Linked DNA regions of Zea mays: region 1 is linked to region 2. Evidence: chromatin contacts called from public Hi-C data. All regions are on one chromosome and are shown on one strand. Each heading gives the region's core, a stretch centred on a gene start, on an enhancer-like site or on the middle of the called end of the contact. The rest is flanking DNA. Distances are from core to core; before and after follow the strand shown.

What was found. A called contact is a pair of places that touch in the nucleus more often than the background predicts.
Region 1: a contact with region 2 is called in a Hi-C map of leaf, with 9 times the contacts expected there. The contact joins the enhancer-like site here to the promoter of LOC100284133 in region 2. A contact is called at or near these places in 3 of 25 Hi-C or Micro-C datasets (ear, leaf and tassel).

What each region holds. Positions count from the first base shown.
Region 1 is chr5:194,149,479-194,152,178 of Zm-B73-REFERENCE-NAM-5.0, forward strand. No RefSeq gene overlaps it. Among protein-coding and RNA genes, the nearest start is that of LOC109939989, 30 kb to the right of the region's middle. Within about 2 kb of position 1,338, at least 19 of the 20 cell types and tissues checked have an H3K27ac peak or open chromatin away from gene starts, as enhancers often do. A contact at or near this core is called in ear, leaf and tassel, where this site is marked.
Region 2 is chr5:194,076,821-194,079,520 of Zm-B73-REFERENCE-NAM-5.0, forward strand. LOC100284133 reads left to right here and starts at 1,437. Exons shown (of 3, transcript NM_001370580.1): 1 at 1,437-1,546; 2 at 1,657-1,998; 3 at 2,134-2,700. The coding sequence starts at 1,511.

The sequences.
Region 1 (2,700 bases), core at 88-2,587, 73 kb after region 2:
ACCTTTTGCATATTAGCAGCCTGCAGGCACCTAGCTTGGGCTGATGCTGAAGAATTATCAGAAACCTGCAGGAGCAGGAGGCCTACTAATCCTTCTTCAACTTGTTCTAATGTCGCACCGGCTTCTGGGAAACAGCACATGCCTAGTTTACCCTATTTTGATTTGAAAACTGAAGCTGTCCGGTTGAAAATGGCCAGCATTTGACAGGGAATAGCTAGCTAAAAGCGCAGGTTTTTGGAACATGGAATACGCTGGTATGTAAGGACCAAGGAGTAGAAAATTACAACAACTTCTATATATGTTGCAGAATGCAGTGGAGTCGACTGCGTAGTGCGTACTGCGCATTATAGTTTCCGCACGGGTATATGTTGCGTGAAGATTGTTGATTCTTGAGCCATCGGGATACGATCGGAAGCTGTCCCCTTCCGTCTTGAAATTATGGGTCACGATACCGACCGATCAAGCCGCCGCGCCATTGCTCGTTTTCTAGCGTGAAAGCTACTATACTACTAGTTCGAGCTGAGCTGGAATCAGAGCCTGGACAGCGAGGTGAGGTGCCGACTGCCGAGGTCCCTTCGCTCTCTTCTTTTTTTTCTTCTTCTAATAACCGTCTAACTAAATGGCCCCTTCGGTCTTTTCTCCCCATTTTGTTACGTAGGACCATTCTTCATCCGCGAGTGGTCCGGAACAAGTATGCTATTTGCTCAAACTTGACACTTTTTAGTGAACTTTTCTCCCATGTAGGGCTAGACATTCGGTCTATTAGGGTAATTTGGTTCGGTTTATTCGGGTTTGTGAAATTTCGGGTTCTAAAAAATAAGAACTGAAATTTTTAAAAATATTTTAGGAACCGAACCCGAATAGATTCACAATTTTGGTTCGGTCTATTCGGTCCACCGAATAGACCCAAATTGTAGAGAAACTAGTATATTTTGTTAAAACATATACAATGAATAATTAATTGAAAGTACTATTAATACAACAAGTGACTATAAAAATTAGCATACAAAGATATATATACTATCATTAAGATGAAATCATTATTTCTAGCTAATGAGTTTATTAATCATATAATAATATCATCATATATTAAGAGCTTTTTTATATTTTGGGTTATTAGGTCTATTTGGGTTTTAAAGGTTAGGAACCGAACCCGAACTTATACCCCGTAATATAGCACATATAGGAACCGAACCCGAAAAGCCGAATAGACCGAGTCTATTTGGGTTCTATTCAGATTCGAGTTCGGTTTTAAAATGCCCACCCCTACTCCCATGGACTACGAAGAGAATGTTTGTGCATGAACAGCGAAACCCATCTAGTGCCTTGTTTGGGTGGGTAAACTTCCAGGCCAATTCACGTGATTGGGCCAATGATTCGACCCACTCAAAAGAAGACCGTACGCTGAATACGATCCCAATCCAAATGATTTAAGCCCACGCGTTGGCGCTTTTATTCAGGAAGACAAGAGGCGGAGAGCTTTCAGTTTGGAGTCAGTTTTTTAACTTTGTAGAGGCCACGCGTTGGCGCTCACAAGAGGCGGAGAGCTTTTAGTTTGGATTCAATTTTGTAATTTGTAACTTTGTTGAGGCCACGCGTTGGCGCTTTTATCCTTGAACACAAGAGGTGGAGAGCTTCCAGTAACCTTATCTCAGGCCCTTCCGTCCGTAATAAAACCTTCTGGTCTTATTACGTGGTCTAAATTTAATCTCATAAAGGAATATTGTTCATTATTTATAATACACTCTAAAAGATTTTGTTCTCTATACCTTCACCATCTCAAACAATATTCTCTAAATTTTATCCTCTATATTTTTCCTACCCATATTATTAGAATTACTTTTCACAATTTTTTTGCTTACTTCTCTATTTTTTTCAATAAAATCTAGTAGGAGACCCTTCCCTCATGTTTACCTAAAAAAGCTAGCTTGGTAAGACATCGTAGATGATTACGACGCAAGCAGAAATGATGACATTTTGTCCTAACCACTTTTGTATTCCGTTTTCTATGGTGTCGCATGGTGCAATGGTGATAGTGGTATTGTGCGTGTGGGGTGACAAACTAGTGATGTTTAGGATGTGCTTGACTTAGTTGTGGACTATCGAAAAGCGGCCCGGGGTTATGAGCCAATAGAAAGCCAAAATTTTGTCATATATATCTCATCATCTATATTTTTTCTAACCATATTATCAGAATTAGTTTCCACCAATTTTTTCCTAATACTCTATTTTTTCAATAAAATCTAGTATGAGACCCTTCCCTCATGTTTTCCTAGAAAAAGATAGCTTGGTGCAAGACATCGTAGATGACTATGGCACAAGTAGAGATGATGACATTTTGTCCTAACCGCTTTTGTATTCGGTTTTCTATGGTGTTGCATGGTACACTGCTAACAGTGGTATTCTGCGTGTGGGTGACAAACTATTTGTGTTTAGGATGTGCTTGACTCAGATTGTGGGCTGTCTAAAATTAGCTCGAGGTTATGGGATGGTAGAAAGCCAAAAGCCATTTAGCTCAACATTTTTGACTTTTAAAAAATTGCCAGCTCCTCTCGGTAATAAGTGAACCTCCCCCCATCAGCTTTGTCTTCTTTCTCCAGATGGATCCTCGACCGAGGTTGTGCTCGTCCATGGCGATCGAGTCGAGCTCGCCTACAACAACTGAGGTCGCGCTCACCCGCAGCGACGAAGGCGTGCTTG
Region 2 (2,700 bases), core at 187-2,686:
ACTTTTTCGTTTTTACGATAGCGAAATTTCGGTTTTTAACTAAAAATATTGACTTTCATATATTTTAATTTGGAACTGGACTATCCCAAAAACTGAAACGATAAATCATTCTCGTACGTGAGCGGTAACGGGATTTTCACCGAGAAACCACACTTTCCGAACAGTAGATGCAACGCTCCGCAACACCCAATAACGACAGCTAGCTAGCTATTAAGATAATTTTTTAACAGCGTTATTTTTTAGGAATAGCTCGTAGTATTATTAGATCTATGTCATTACCGGGGATCAGATTTCCAGGCTTTTGGGCCTACGAGTCAGAGATTGGACGAAGAAAGAGTCCGTTTTAGAAGGACGCCTTTCTGAATAACCTCGAGATATCTAGCCCGAGAGTCCAGCGAACCAAGAGTAAGCCACTCGAGTGGATTTCGCATCTGGCCCGAAAACTATCCCATCATAAATAACTGGCCGCATTTAATACACTTGGAGCCGAGCCATGATAGTGGGTCGGTCCTTCATACACTTATGACCTATGAAATCGTAGACCTTTGGCTCACTTATAGCTTACCGAGCTTAGACCTGAGTCTTCTACAAAACCTACAATACAACGAGGGACCGACGAAGCTCAAGCTACGAAGGCCAAAGATTAAGGTGTCACAGGAGGAGTAATGATGACACCTGGATCCCTCGTCGTCCACGCACATCATCCTACCCTACTTAAACAGCCTAGCCAAAGAGCTAAGAGAAAGAGGGCAAATACCAATGAGCTCAGAGGATGAGTGCGAATATCGGTGGACAAGTTTGTACCAAGGGTAGAACACTTAGTCTACAAAAAGGGGAGGGTTGCCCCAACGAAGGAGGAGGAGACGGAGCAGCGATACTCGATCGACTTAGCTAGGCAGCGAAAATTGATATGTAGTCCTTTAGAATCAATAACGCATAGGGACTTGAGAACTCTTTCCTCTCCTAATCACTTGTAACTCATACTATGAGCATCGAGCAACAAAGTGTAGATAGCGCAAGCCACTAGATCTTACGTCTACTTAGCATACCATCCGAGGTGGAACGCGTATACACAATTTACTCGTCGATGCTGCTCTTTCTCTCAACTGGTTACCAATGTCAGTTTCTAGCCATCCAGTCGTGTTCGAATCCTGACACCCGCTTTGAGCTACATGACGGTGAGCCCATGCGCCGTAGGGTGTACTAAATAAGTACACGACTGCCAAAGTCCGTGCGCGACCCCTATAGCAGTAATTACAATGGCTAACAAGAGTCGGGCAATCCAACTGCTTATCGCTGGGGAAATCCACAGTGCATTTGTTGCACGCACGGACTTTGGCAGCCATTCAATGACCCACCAGACGCTCATCGCTTGCACCCACGCTGTCGTTGCCGCCGCTGCCTTTTCCCCTGCCTCCCACTCCCTCCACGCCTCCTTGCCTCTCCTTTTCACCCGTTCCTCGTCTCCCTCCTGCGGTCCTGCCCCCCCTCCCCTGCAGCCGCTCCCTCCATGGCGTCCTTCGTCGTGCACCACCACGGTTCGCCGGTAAGGCTCATACTCAGACGCGTGCGATTTTTTCTCTCTTTTTTTTTTGCTGCTCTTGGAGACTCACGAGAGTTTTGGTTCTCATCCGGTTCCTGTGTGCGCGGTTCCAGCTGGACAGGGAGGGCAAGGTCAAGATGTCCGCCCTGGCCCTGAGGAGTAGCCTCAGGCCGTGCGAGGCCGCCGAGGAGGTCGGGGCCGGGCAGGCGTGGTGCAGAGGCGCGGACATGGGCATCGCCGCCTTTGCCGATGAGTTCTCCGTGGAGGACTTGCTGGACCTCGAGGACCTCTGCGAAGTTGACAAGGACTGCGCCGAGCTGGGCGACACGGTGCCGGCGGCGGAGTCTGTGCAGGAAGAGGACAAGGTGTCCAGTGACTCCCACGGGTCGTCGGTGCTGTCCTACGAGCTCATGACGCTCCCGGTTCCGCACCCGATGATTGACCTCCCGTTGCCGGTAAGAGCAAGACCAATTTTGACCGCGTCCTTCGCCGGCAAGGCGGCTTTTTTCTTTCTTTTTCCCTCCCCACCCTCTCTACACACAAGGTTCCATTTCCGCGCCTTGGTTGTTGAGGTTTCGGTGCGTGTGCAGGCCCATGACGCCGAGGAGCTGGAGTGGGTGTCCCGTATCATGGACGACTCGCTCGCCGAGCTCCCGCCGCCACCGAAGCTACCCGCGGCGCCGTTGGGAGCTGCGCGGCGGCCGCTGGAAGGCGCAGTGGCAGGCCCTATGCGGAGCCCGACCACGACCATATGCGCGCTGTCGACGGAGGCGCTAGTGCCGGTGATGAGGGCGAAGCGCAGCAAGCGCTCGCGTGGCTCCGTGTGGTCGCTGTCCGGCGGAGCGCCCCTGTCGGAGTCGACATCGTCGTCTTCCACGGCCACCACGTCGTCCTGCTCCTCGTCCGCCTCTTTCTCGCCGCTGTTACTCCTTCCGGCGGACCCGTCCCTCGTCCTGTCCTCGCACCTCCTCGACGAGACGCCGCGGCCCAAGAAGAAGTCCAAGCACGGGAAGCATGGCAAGAGCGGCAAGCCCAAGAAGCGCGGCCGCAAGCCGAAGCACCACCCCAAGCCGCCCCAGTTCTCGGGCGGCGCCGCCTACGCGCCGGCCCAGGGCGACCGGCGCTGCAGCCATTGCGGCGTGCAGAAGACGCCGCAG